Regions from separate parts of the Gossypium hirsutum genome. Here region 2 is linked to region 1. The links are chromatin contacts, called in public Hi-C maps. All regions are on one chromosome and are shown on one strand. Each heading gives the region's core, a stretch centred on a gene start, on an enhancer-like site or on the middle of the called end of the contact. The rest is flanking DNA. Distances are from core to core; before and after follow the strand shown. Region 1 overlaps LOC107955431 (U-box domain-containing protein 3). Region 2 has its middle 9.5 kb from the start of LOC107955428.

Region 1 (6,939 bases), core at 1,822-4,321:
ATCCTGTTATTGTGGCTTCTGGGCAAACTTATGACAGGGCCTCCATCCAGAAGTGGTTTGACAGTGGACTGACCATTTGCCCAAAGACTCGTCAGACACTAAAACATACAAATCTCACTCCAAATTTTACGGTGAAAGCTATGCTAGCAAATTGGTGTGACAAAAACAACTTACAACTTTCCAATCGCACTGGGCATGCTAAACTTGTCTCAATCTCTTCTCCTTCAAATCATAAATCCTCCCAAGATTTAACTCATACTGATAGCTTCTGTTGCTTTGCAAACAGTAGTAGTTCCACATCGAGATCATCAATTGAGGTTGGGTCTGGTTTAGAGAAGCTGAAGATTGGCATCTCATCTAGATATAGCGGACAATGCAATAGATGCCAAAGTGTGGAGATTGACAAGTATGACCAATCCTCCGATCATTCATATATTCACAGCAGAACTGAATCAGCAGCAAGTGAAGTTTCCAGTATTGATTATATGCCTCCTGCTTTAAATGACTTGTCAAGAAGGTTGAAGAAACCTGAAATGAATGAGGTAGCTGAAATTTCATCCAAGGGTCTTGGCACTTTTCCTATAAGAAAAGATTCTGGATTTTCTTCATGGACATCAGGCAAGCAGTTGCAGGTCTCTGGAGCAAAAGTAGAAGAGGCAGTTAATGGAAACCATGATTATAACAGAGCATACTCCATTACGTTTTCTGGGTCAGGATGTGATGATTTAACCACAACTTCCCATGTGATGAAATTAGTAGACAACCTCAAAAGCCTATCAAATGAAGTCCAAACTAAAGCTGCTCTAGAATTGCGCCTTCTTGCAAAGAACAACATGGAGAATCGTATAATTATTGGTCGCTGTGGTGCTATTGCACCATTACTATCTCTACTGTACTCAGAAGTGAAGCTAACCCAAGAGCATGCTGTTACAGCCCTTTTAAATCTTTCAATCAGTGAAGATAATAAGGCTATTATTGCAAAATCAGGAGCAATAGAGCCACTGATTCATGTTTTAAAGTCTGGAAATGATGGAGCCAAAGAAAATTCCGCGGCAGCTTTGTTCAGTCTTTCTGCCTTGGAAGATTACAAGGCAAGGATTGGACGCTCTGGTGCTGTCAAAGCCTTGGTGAATCTTCTGAGCTCAGGAACATTGAGAGGGAAAAAAGATGCTGCTACTGCTTTATTTAACTTATCAATCTTCCATGAAAATAAGGCTCGTATGGCTCAAGCAGGTGCTGTAAAATACCTCGTCCAGTTAATGGACCCTGATAGTGGGATGGTTGACAAGGCAGTTGCCCTTCTCTCAAACCTGTCGACAGTTGCGGAAGGGCGTGTGGCAATTGTACGAGAAGGTGGTGTCCCATTACTAGTTGAAATTCTTGAATCAGGATCACAGAGGGGTAAGGAGAATGCTGCATCTGTATTGCTGCAACTATGCCTTAATAGTCCCAAGTTCTGTACCCTGGTTTTGCAAGAAGGGGCTGTGCCACCCCTTGTCGCATTGTCCCAGTCTGGCACGCCAAGAGCAAAAGAAAAGGTATGCAGCTTAGTTCTTTTCTCTTCTATTATGTTGATGTGGTCCTTGCATTCTCTGCTTCTGTATCTGGGTCTTAACAAGCAAAATTGTAATCACGTTCCTTTTGTAGTCATTTGCCTGTAAAATTGAATTGTAATTGTATTCTTGACGGGTTTTACCAGTTTTCCATTTGTTTATCAGAAATTAGACCTTGCATTTGTGATTCTAATTGTAACTACTTAGAAGGGTAGGAAAAATGTGTTATGTTCCCACACCTATTGTGGAAGGTAGTGACATCACATCAGAAAGGCATAAGATGTTTTTGTAAAGCTCATTAATCATGATTGCTTATTAATTACATGTTTGATTACTTTTTAATCTAAAGAAAAATAAATTCTGGATGCACATGAGAAAAGACATGGTAATTTAGTTTTCCCCTGTTGCAGGCACAGCAGCTTCTCAGTCACTTCCGGAATCAGAGAGAAGGTGCCACTGGGAAGAGCAAGTAAAAGCTGACTAACTTTGTTATATTTTTCTTGTATGATTTTTTGATATCGTACTCCATGTAAGTTGTTCTATCTCAATTGGTCCTTTTGGAGCTCACTTTTCATACATTCTTTAGTCATCCAGCTATATGCATTAGAATATGAACTCTATTTTTTTAATACCCTTTTTAAATATGGTTAGGATATGGGGAAATAGGTTATAACCATTCCGATGAGGTGGTGGGTTGTCTATAATTTTCTGCATAATTTTCCTTGGAAAACTTAACTTGCCACAGCATCGAGTGTACGTTTCCATTTAGTTTTAGTTTATGTAGTAACAGATTTGGCCTTAGATTTGTAGATATGTTGTACATATGCTATAGACTCTTGTAATCTGCTGTAGGATCTTGTTGAAAGATATTTTTGCTATTTGTTGTCAATTATTCCATTTTTGTGCCCTTGTTCTTATTCCATTTTTGTGCCCTTGTTCTTAATCTTGTACCTTAACAGGCACTGGATTTTCAAAGTGTTTTAAGGTTAGCTGAAATAATTTCTTTTTTATGTGTTTTCTCCCTCTTCATTTTTTAAACTTCTTCTAATGGTTTGCCGCCCTGCTATTCACTTTCTTAACTAAGGAAATCAAATTGTTGACCATAATAATCAAGATTGAAGCCCATCCATTCACTTCATTTTTGAAGGAAAAGCACAAACCACATTAAGCTGGCTAGCATCTATGGCCATATCCAGTAAAACCACGATTTATTTCCTCTATTTTACATTCTCTGGGTGAATTTCTTTGCAAGTTACAACTAAAGCAAGCCAACATGTTCAATGATCCAACAACATCCAAAACCTTCAAAGCTATCAAATCGACTAAAGGCAAATAGTAGACAAACTAAATGATACATACAAAGCTTTGCTTGTTACTGCAGCTGTGATATGATTGTACGTTGGTTTTTCCCATCATTGTCACCTGAAACTTGCAGCTGGGTCCTACTCCTACTGGTATGAGTTACTGTCTAGAAAAAAGAGAAAGTAACCAAGGCTAGCTCTGGTTCACTCATATGTTGTGCATGGCATGGATCCATAATATCCTTCTTGTTACTGTTCCCTGTATTGACCTTTCAGTCTGATCCCTGACGTGATCAATTCTTATTCATGAAATCTCTACTTTGATCCTACATGATCTTTCAACAGTGTTCTTTTCGTGTGAAAAAGGTGAGATCCAAACCCCACATCGAAGTATGATGTAAATTCATACTTTCTGACCAAAGATTAAATGGACATCATACTTCTTGTCATTTGAGAGTGATGTTAAAAAGGGTCTTTAGATTAGTGAGGAATAGAAGATTATGTTTCATTGAATCTGTCCAAAAAATAAAGAAAAGGGAGCATTGCCTACTTCAAGTAGTGGATGCTGCTTTTTTAGTCACAATTAACCTGTGAAATCATCCAACTTCAGAACAAATTCATTTGATTGAGGTCGGTCATGGCTGTATATATCTGATTTCCAACTGGAAACATCAAGCACCACCAAACATTAAATCCTTCCAGATTTGACTAAAATGTCAACTATTGAGGAATAGCTATCATTTTCCTTCTCTTTTTTGATAAGAGGTCAGGTAGGGATATTTGAGGTTCAAACCCTTGGCTTGGGGTTAATCAAAACTTGAAAGCAATCCAGATGTTTTGTCACTACAATGGATATATATACACCCACACATGAAACAAAGGGATATATGGTTAAGAGCTTGGATTTCTTCATGGTCTGGTCTGAAGTAAATTATTTAAGTTATCGAATTCATAAACAAGTCTAATTAGGATTTAGAAGAATTTGAGATTTTCTTTGGGATTTTTGCTTAATGACAAATAATTAAAACATGAATATAACATAAATAAAATGTGTAGATATGAATATAATATTTTTGATATAAAATTATTACACAAAAACGCATAGGTAAAAATATCATGGAAGTCTCTATAGTAGGAGTCTAATCGTATTTTGTCCTCCACAAAAAAAAAGGTAAATTAATCCCTGTATGTTAGATCAAAGAGCAAACATGTCATTTTTATTAAAATTTCATTCTTTTGTATTATTAAAACTAGTGTGGTTGACAAAATTACAAGACAGTGACATGTGGTGTGCCTTGTATACCATATATTAATGAACAGAGACCAATTTCTTAACTCTAACTTACATGGATTAATTTATCATTTTGAATAGAAAGAACAAAATATAATTTGACTCTAAGTATAAAGATTTCCATCATACTTTCTCCATTTTTCGAATGAAAATACTACATGAATGGGATCTATTGTATTGAGGGTCCAAAAATGGAAGACCAGCTTTTAAGCAAAGCAAAATTTTTGTCCCTCTCTTCAATATTAGACAATAACTTGCTAACACCCTCATGTACTGAATGGTACAGTCTTTTGTACCCTCTTAAAGGAAGCTTATAATTCATATCCCTTTACACTGTAGGATTAACAATTGTTTTTCTATCAAGATTTTTGAGTTAAAAAAGTCAGTTAAGTGTTAATTCGATTGACATGGGAATTGTTGTCGATGCAAGATAAAGTGAGTTCGAGTGTATTGAAGTGCATTATCCTCCTATTCATGAGTTTAGAAGAAGCGATGAGTAATTCTAAGCATTATATAAAAAAATAGATATAATCAGAATTTATAATAATACTATAAAAATTTAATAAGAGATTATGTGGTAGGTGGTAGCCTACTTTTAGATATTTTTCATTTATCAAATACCTTTTAAGTCAACAAAACTACAGTAAATTAGTTGACCAGTAACATATAACTTTTATTATTTTATTAACTTTGGCATTAATTAATGACTACCTTAATTAATTAACACCCAAATTTACCAATAAATTACCAAATTTCAGGTAAAGATTATGAAACGTTGTTCATTCTTACGGGTAAAGATCGAATATCTGACTTCATGATTAAGGGGTGAGGGGAGCAACCAATTAAAAAATGTTTATAGCTCTATTTTAAATTTTAGAATTTTTTAAGTAATTAAATAATTTTTCAATAATTATTAGGTTTATATTCATAATATGATAAACTAAGAGGCTAAAAAATCATAAGAGAAACTTAAAAAAATATAATTATAAAATTAAAAAATAATTATAAACTTAAAAACAATGAAACTTTTATGGAGATTGTGTCCTACTTTTAGTTTAAATTATAATTTTATATTATTCTATGATGACTTTTAATTAAAAAATATTTATCTTTATTGAATAATAATTAGAGTATGCCAATCTACCCCACCACATGTTTCCAAAAGCATTACATATGATTTGGATTCCACAAATCAGGAAGAATATTATTACTAATTATTTCATTTATTTAATAATATAAATACGAGTATTGGTTTAAATTATACTCAATTTCATTTATCCCTCTCGGTTCTAATATATCACTATCCATTCTCATATATATAATGCATATAAATTAATTAAGTTTTAATTAAGCATTACTTTTGTCGATTAAGTCTTAGCTCGATTAGCATGAATATTGTTGCCAATGTAAGGTGACATAGGTCTTGAGCACATTATCCTCCTATTTATGAGTTGGGGAGGGACTATAAATAATTCTAAGTATTATGTCAAAAAGAATCTATAATAAATTTTAAAGAATAATTTCGTTAATTTCAAATAACAAAAAATATTTTACATAAAATCATTCAAACAATAAAAAAAATCAATTTTTCCTGTTTCAAAAATTATTTTTAATGAAGAGAAATTCATGACTTTCCTAGTCCACCTAGTATATTATATATTGAGTAGTACTATGATGAGCATTTTCCTACATTTGACATTATATGTGGTATTCAACATTGTGACGTTTCCAAGGTGATGCAATATGTTTGGGTCCATTTGCAATCACATCCAAAATCGATTTATGTACACCAGAAAATTAAACTGCCACATGATATGTTTCACGATATTTATGTAAGTCGGTCGAATCAGGTTCGAAAATACAGAAACCAAACCCTAATCCTTAAGTTTTGCATTTAAAATATATTTGGTGGGTGGGTATATTAATAAAAATATGTTAATAAATGATCATATTTAATATTATTTAGAGAAAATAATTCTTATAATTGATTTTAAATAAAATATAAATTCATATTTTTATTTATAAATTAGGCTAAATTAGGCTTAAAATATGAATTTTTTAATTAAGCTTTTAAGTCGTTTTTTTTAATTTAGGAAAATAGACTATTTCTAGAGAGTGTGTGTGAAAATATGCCCAGCTGGATGCGTTTTACCTTTAAGTTGCATTTTTTTGACTTTTTTTTAATATAATTAATTTTTTTAGTTAGATGGTTAAATAGTAGTGGTTTTGTTCTTAAATCTTAGGTTCGGTTTCTCTTTCACTCACGTTAGTATTATTTTTGAAACCCAAGTTTAATTCCCTTTTTTAAATATATTTGTAATTTGTAATTTTTTGCTATTTCAAGCTTTTTAATTTTTAATTAATAAATATATTGTTTTCAAATTTTTTTATTTTAATTCATCTTTTAAATTTTTTTAATTAATAACTCTATTATTCATAAAATTAAAGAATAAATATGTAATTATATAATAAAAATATATATTTTACATATATCATTATGTTAAAAATATTTGAAAATAAAATTTTTGATAAATTTATATATATATAATAATTTATATGTCAGATATTTATTTTCTCCATATATATTGTGGGTATGGTAATTTCTAATATTATAAAATGAAACAATTATTTTAAATATAATTATTATTTTTATATGTAAAATATTTAAAATATTATTGTTTTTATCTACACTATGGGTATGATATTTTAAATATTTTTATAAGCGAAATATTTCAATTAGTTATTTCAAATATCATTATGTGTATATATGAAATATTTTAAATGCACATACATA
Region 2 (7,303 bases), core at 3,215-5,714, 60 kb after region 1:
ATTGTTATTCTACCCGAAAATAGTGAGAATTTATTTTCTAAATATAAATTCTATTTTTTGAAATAAAAATTCTATCAGTTTCTATTGAATAGAAATTTGCATTCCCTCTGAAAGTAAAGTATATAATTTTTGGTTCGAGCCTACACTCGAAGCAATTTATGGTACGAGAATAGCTGACAAGGTTGTTCAGTTGAAATTCGGGAACGACAAAGATCCTTCTAGCCGAAAACACATGTGCGATTTCAGTAAAAGGGTTTATTACTATAAATATGACAAATCGGCTCAGTTTTCAAAGTTTAAGTTTTTCGTTGTGCAAGAAAATCATTTTCAAACCAAAATTTTTTCCAATAGTTCATTGGTTCGTGATTAGAGCCCATACTCTAAGCAAGTCGAAGTTCAAGAATAGCAGAGAAGATCATATTGGTCAAAATTCGAGAATATACTTTACCACATAAATATTACAATTGCTCAAGTGTAGAAAACAATTTTTCCTTCTGTAGCAAAACTGTTTTCTAAACTGAATTTTTCCAATAGATGGTGTCCTTTAATAGTTGGTAACTAGGTCATTGTTCTAACAAAAAATTGGGTGATTTTTCCAACTAGAGTATAATTTGGGCACAGGGATTGCCTAACCTATTAATCACGTAATTTCACTCATAACTTAGGTCTTGTTCATGACTCAGATATGGTTATTAGGTAGTGACAAGTTTTTCTTAGGGTTCCTATCAAAGCTAGTGTCTATCTTAGTTCAAGGCTTTTAGTTAGTCTACTATTCCTTGAACATATCCTATTGCATGACATTCACCACTTAGGTCTTGTTCATGACTCATATATGCTCTTATGCCTTATATAATGTCCCTCCCTCATATTACTAGAAGTTTGTGATATCCATTCCAAGTTTTATCGTATTGTTTAAAGGAAAGTACTTAGCCAAAAATTGGTTAGCCAATTCGTCCTAAGAGGTTATAGATCTTAAAGGTTGCGCATTGAGCCACAAGAACGTCTTATCACTAAGAGAAAATGAAAACAACCTAAGCTTAATTGCTTCTTTGGAGGCCTTATTAACCTTGAAGGTATAATAAAAAGCAAGAAAATTCTTCAAGTGTTGGTTCAGGTCCTCACCAGGCAAACCTTTAAATTGGTCGATTGTTTGTAACATTTGTAGTATGGCCTACTTTATATCAAACTTATTGGTTGCAATAGTTGGACACCTAATACTTCCCTAAACGACATCGAGATTAGACATTGTGTAATTGTTCAAACTTTAACACTCTTGGTTAGGTCTAATGGGAATTTTCATATGGTTTTGACCTTCTATTTCTATAAAATTCATTTGACAATAGCATTTGTCCTTATTGGTTTTCTTAATAACTCTTAAGTTTTATTCAATCTCCTACTAAATAGGTATTAAAACCCTATCTTTTCATGCATACAATGAAAAACCCCTTCAAGAAAATTCACAATCCACAACCAATATTCCAAACTCACAATACAATTTCCAATATCTTAATGATCCAATAAGACAATTACATGTATCGAGTTTAGTGTATTCATTTCAACAACCTTAATCAGAGTTGTCAAGCCATCATGAATCAACTAGTTCAGCACCTATGTGTGTTGAGTTCAATAACCTTTTTAGAAATTCCAGAGATTTAAAAATCTAACCCTACTTTATGATGTAAAACTTGACAACAATGGGTGTTGAGTTTAATAATTCCCTCTAGTCAAAAGTGCTAGAGATTCTTGAGTCCTAACCCAACTCTAATTTAAATACAAATAAACTCGATAAGTGTCAAGTGTAGGAATCTTTTTATTTTCCAAGCCTTTGAAGAGATTCCTTAAGCATACTCATTTTTATGGAGCTTGACACTAGAAGATGTTAAGTTCTTTTATTTTATTTGACCAACTTACATTTCATGGTTATTTGACTTTACTAGGTGTTTTATTTATCTGGGTGAATTGTTCATCCTATTACTAGCTCTAAACTTTAAACCCATTACGTCACTAAACACTAATGCATTTTCTTATACACCTAACCATAAATTATAGAGTTTGATTTACTCTCGACATAATTGTATTTCCTCCATCTTTACCCTCCAATGTTTAACAAATGTTGTTTACAATAAGGTGTTCAGGAAAATAAGTTAGAGGTTATTGGGAAAGATTTAAGGTTTAGTCTACAAGGATTAGACACATGAGTTATGGAGTTATGGGTTTTTAGTGCCTGAGTTTAGCACCACAACTCACATTTATAGATTTCTAAAACCACAATATCAAAAAGTAATAGTAAAAAATATTGGGTCACAACTTTACTTGTTCATCTAAACTCAAAATTGGAGGGTCGCGAGTTTAGTGTAATACATGTTAGTTGCCTTGAAACTTTAAATGAGAATCTTAAACCTTAAATTATTGTATTAAACTCATAAACCATTGATATCATATTCAATGAAGCTATACTTCAAATGCTCATTTTAGAGAAATTCCTAATGTGGATGACAACTTGAAAAGACAATTAACTACACAGACCTCGACACGTATAAGTGTCAAGTTTATGCATTACAGATTGCAACTCGTGGTTAGCAAGTTTACCCACTAGTTAGTGTTTATGGTTTACGAAAATGGGTTAAAAGGTTGTAAGTAGTTTTTTAGGGAGCATCCGAGTGAAAAAAATTTACTAAGTACAATTTATCAATGTTTGTCGTCATCATCTCTCTCTTTTCGTGGTTTAGGGAAATGGACTAATATTTCCCACCGAACCATAGAATTTATATAAATTAAAAATAAAATACGAGAATGATTAAATATTACCAATTGAATTAATTTATTATTGACTTAAATACTAAAACATGAATAAATAGGTTAAAAAATACTTTTGAAAACCGAGACGCAATGAAGAAATACAATTTTTTCTTCAATCGAATTACAAAATGTTAAACCATTTGTCTGATAAATATATATTATTGAGAGGAAGTACAAAATGTTAAACCATTTGTCTGATAAATATATATTATTGAGAGGGATGAGAATGAATGAATGAATGCATTGCATGGGGGCCTCCCTTAAGAGTAAAGCAATGATACGTAGTACGTCGTCTGCAAATTGATATAGATAGGGGACTGCCATTTCTGTTTTTTACCACGTGTGGGTAATCGCTTTTCCCTGTACTATACACGGTGGTTGTCTCCTGGCCCTGCTCTGCTGGTTCCTCATTTATATATACCTTTATTTATGTCGCCTGCAGCTGTCCACACCTCTCTCTCTATCTCTTATGTGTCCACGTCTGGTTTGTTTCTTTTCGGTTTTGGAGCTTTAAGCTTTTCATTCCTAGCTTATAGAGGCATGGACATGAGGTAAAAAAAAAAAACTAAACTCTTCGGTGCTTACAGCTAAATTAAGGGCTTTCTGTTTCTTTTCATGGTACGGTCCCCTTTTGAACTAAGAATTGTTCTATTTCTTGGTTCAAACACACCACAACAGTCAACAACAACAAAAGCATCGTTTTACTTTGTACTTTCTAAGCTATTGTCCACATATTTAGAGCCAAGTAACTCACAAATATTTGTTTATATTATCAAAGGCCTTGAGGAGTACTATTAAGTAACGTTAATCTTCAATTTACTTTATAATTTTGCACTGTCAATTCCAATACATAGAGTCATAGAAGTGCATGAAAGTGCAAGACTGCAGCAGCGTGAGAATCACTGCTCCCAATAAGCAATTGCAGACAGTTAAAGAATCTAGCTATATACACAGTTACAACAGTCTCCATTGACAGAGATACCTTGAACGGCCACAGCAGGAGTAAACAGGGAACGAAGAGAGTTGTCAAGTAGCTGAAGTATCTGCCTGTAGGGGTCCATTATTAATCCACCTTTCACTTGCATGTATTTGCAGGTCATTTTCATTCTTTTTTTGTAATTAATTTCAATGCATAATCTTTTTTTGAACCATCTTTTCTCTGTTCTGACCCCCCCTCACACACAAAGATAACGGTAGCAGACAAATTTAACTGTTTCTGCTACCTCTCCACCACTCCCTCAATCAGCTGCTAGTGCCCCTATTTATGATCCTCCTTAGCTATGAACCCTCACCTGCCTCCGGTTCTTGAGATTTGGAAAAAGCTCAAAAAATAAAAAATGGGGTTTGATTGTCGGCCTGAAATCTGGATGTTGGGGATGTGACCCACCACCAACTCCCATTCAAACAACACAACCCTGACTTATAAATTCCAACCCCAGTCAAAAAATTTTCGAGGGTTTTCAGCAGTAGCATATATAGAGAATTACAAGGTGTTGGTGCATGGCAGATGCGATGTGGTAGGTACGAGAGGAAGAATAGTGTCTGTGTGGTAATTATGGTTTTTGGAAGGATTTGGGTGAAATTGGTAAACAAACAGTGAGCTAGGTAAGGGGAGGGTGAGGACCACCGGGGCTAGCTAGCTAGCTAGCTAGCTAGCTAATTATGCTGAATACCAACCGCTTCCCTCTGCTTTATACAATGTGAGTGAGGGTACGTGGTTCCCGACATGATATATACGTGAAGCTTGGCTGATTTTGCAACTTCATACTTTGTGGTCATCGCTTATCTGCGGTGCTGGCCGGTGGGCAGCCTTGCTCCTTACTGTTACTGTACTAGTATTATGTAATCAAGTGTATATAAATGGTTGTAGTTTTTCATGCCTCAAATCATACAATATACTTCCTTTCCTTTCCTTTTTTTCACTTGAATGATGCTATCGCAAATCTAGAGTCAAATCACATCACAAGAAAATTTGACTTTCCAGGGTTTTTTACTAAACTAGGATAAAAAAAAAATTCAAAATAATACAAATGAAAAACTATGTATCAAAATAGTACATTTGGGGTGGTGCCGCCTATGACAGAGGCATGACCACCCATGTTCAATAAAAAATTACTATTGCGACACAGGACTGAAATATAATAATATAATTCTTTGTTAGCCCTCATTATTTATTATTTTCTTTTTATTTTCCTTCAGCTCACTATATTTTCTTAAACAAACCCTTAACCTATTTTTGTAGTTAAATAAACCTTTAAATTATAGCTTTTACTCATAAAAGCCCTTCATTTTAATATTAAAGTAAATATATTTTAAATTTCAAGCTTTTATCTTAATTTCGATTTTGATTTAAATATATTAGTTATAATCGTAATTGTGGTTGCAGAAAATATAATTCCACCTCAACCTTTTTGGAAACAAGCATTATGAGTTCGGTTTTTAATTTGGTCTTGCAAGCCCAACCCATAATAAAGAACCATTGGAGCAGTTTTCTTGTGATCTTAAAGAGCCCAATTGATTTCACCAGAACAAAAATGAAAGCTCAAATTCTGCTATTACACCCCGTGCTTTATGTAATTTGTGGATTTAGTACCTCTATAACTTGACCAATTTTTGTCCTTGTATTTTTCGAATTTTAAAATTTTAGTCCTGACCCAATGATAACAGCTAAATCTGTTTGGTTAAATTATGTTGTTATTAGTATTGTATTATACGTAAAGTTATAAATTTAGTTTATGCTTACCAATTGGATAATTTTTAGTAGTTATATTTTTTGGATTCTAAAATTTTAATCTTAATGCAAACGGTAGTCATTAAGTCTATTAATTGATTTTTTGTGAGTAATATGTAAAAATAGCAAACAGACGTAGCATTACACGTGTGATAATATGTTTGACACATCAAACTTAAAAAACAATTGAACTTAACTTAACGAATTTATCAGTTATCATCTGGTTAGGACTAAAATTTAAAAATGTCATATACTAAATCCACAACTTACATAAAGTAGAGGGTATAATAACAAAAATAATTGATTTAATAAACGAGACTCAAAATATTATATTAATTTTATAACCCTAAATTAAACGACTCAAGAGCATAATGATTAGAAAGAGGGATACAAGTTCCAAAAATAATTGAATTATTCAAAAGAAAAAAAGAAGAGTAATACAATTGCATTATTATTATGATTGATAACACAAAGTGAGCCTTGTATTTACTCAAAATGATTGTACTTTGTAAAGTGGGGTTGGGTGCTTTTTGGCTTTCTTTCTCCTTCGACACACTATCAGCTATGGAATATATGTATATCCACCAAATAATTGACATAATAATGTCTTATTATATACATGTGAAGTTCACCTGAGGATGTATAAATAATTTTAGCTTAAATAATTGGATAATCATGAAAAGATGGATGGATTAATTAGTATTTTAAATCTTCTGCAACAGGAGAATAATAAATCCAAATTCAGATAATACATATTTGCTTTGAATCTGTATTCGATATCAATAAAATCTGAATACACAAAAAAATGAATCTAGTACTCAAGAACATCTTAAGAGTAAAGGAATTCTGCCATATTTCTAGTTTAGTGAAGCAATACTAGGTGCAATATATTCTACGAAATACTTCTTGGCAGTCACACTTTCTGTGATAATCTTATTCTATGAGTCGTTGTTCTAGAAATGCATTGTTCTATGATGGTGTCGCTATTGGCAAAAATCATTTCAATTATGAGAGTTGTTCTGAATCGTAATTATTCTTAATAAGAGATATTTTAACCAACAATCATTTTAATTGCAATTATTCTAAAAAGGAGGTGTATTTAATATAGTTATTCTCGAATAATTTTTTAAAATTATTCTAAACAAAAATCATTTTTATAGTCGAAATTAAATACTTATATAGTACACAAGCTGATCTAAAAAATGTATATATTTCAGTATTTCAGTTTATAATACAATAGAGCTATTCATACTTTCATAGTGATATATATTGTATTATTTTTAAATAGTGATATGGGCTTTTGGGTAAATTGGGCCAGACTCCACTTAGGTTCGAGGTTTTTTTTTTAAATTAAGTCTCAACTTGTCTGACCTATGAACACCTTTATAATATATAGAGAATTTTTTTTTATAAACTATCATAAATTTTTTTAGAAAGTAATACATACGATCTACCCATACATTACACGAATAAGAAACTAGTGCATATATATGTATTATATATTATAAGTTCTTTAGAAATAATGGTAAGTAGCATATGTAAAACGATGACAAATAAGTAGTGTTTTTGCTTGACACACAAACAAATTATTTAAATTATTAACCAATATTAAAACTATATAAAATTTTTATCAAAGCCGTCGATAATTTTATTATATTATAAAAAAATTAGATGAGATTAAATATTGAATAAATTTAAATTTAAATATTTAAGTTTCGTATATTCTACTTTATTGTCTTTTTTTATTTGTAGTTAATGTTTAATTTTTTTATG

Evidence for each region. Hi-C and Micro-C count contacts between places; a contact is called where the count stands out from the background.
Region 2: a Hi-C map of leaf shows a contact between it and region 1, with 4 times the contacts expected there. The contact joins two enhancer-like sites. A contact is called at or near these places in 6 of 34 Hi-C or Micro-C datasets (leaf, seedling and stem).

Annotation. Positions count from the first base shown.
Region 1 is chrA07:95,727,095-95,734,033 of Gossypium_hirsutum_v2.1, forward strand. LOC107955431 (U-box domain-containing protein 3) reads left to right here. Exons shown (of 5, transcript XM_016891216.2): 4 at 1-1,538; 5 at 1,964-2,442. The coding sequence ends at 2,026. Among protein-coding and RNA genes, the nearest start is that of LOC107955431, 6.9 kb to the left of the region's middle. Within about 2 kb of position 3,072, at least 3 of the 9 cell types and tissues checked have an H3K27ac peak or open chromatin away from gene starts, as enhancers often do. A contact at or near this core is called in leaf, where this site is marked.
Region 2 is chrA07:95,785,842-95,793,144 of Gossypium_hirsutum_v2.1, forward strand. No RefSeq gene overlaps it. Among protein-coding and RNA genes, the nearest start is that of LOC107955428, 9.5 kb to the right of the region's middle. Within about 2 kb of position 4,465, at least 4 of the 9 cell types and tissues checked have an H3K27ac peak or open chromatin away from gene starts, as enhancers often do. A contact at or near this core is called in leaf, where this site is marked.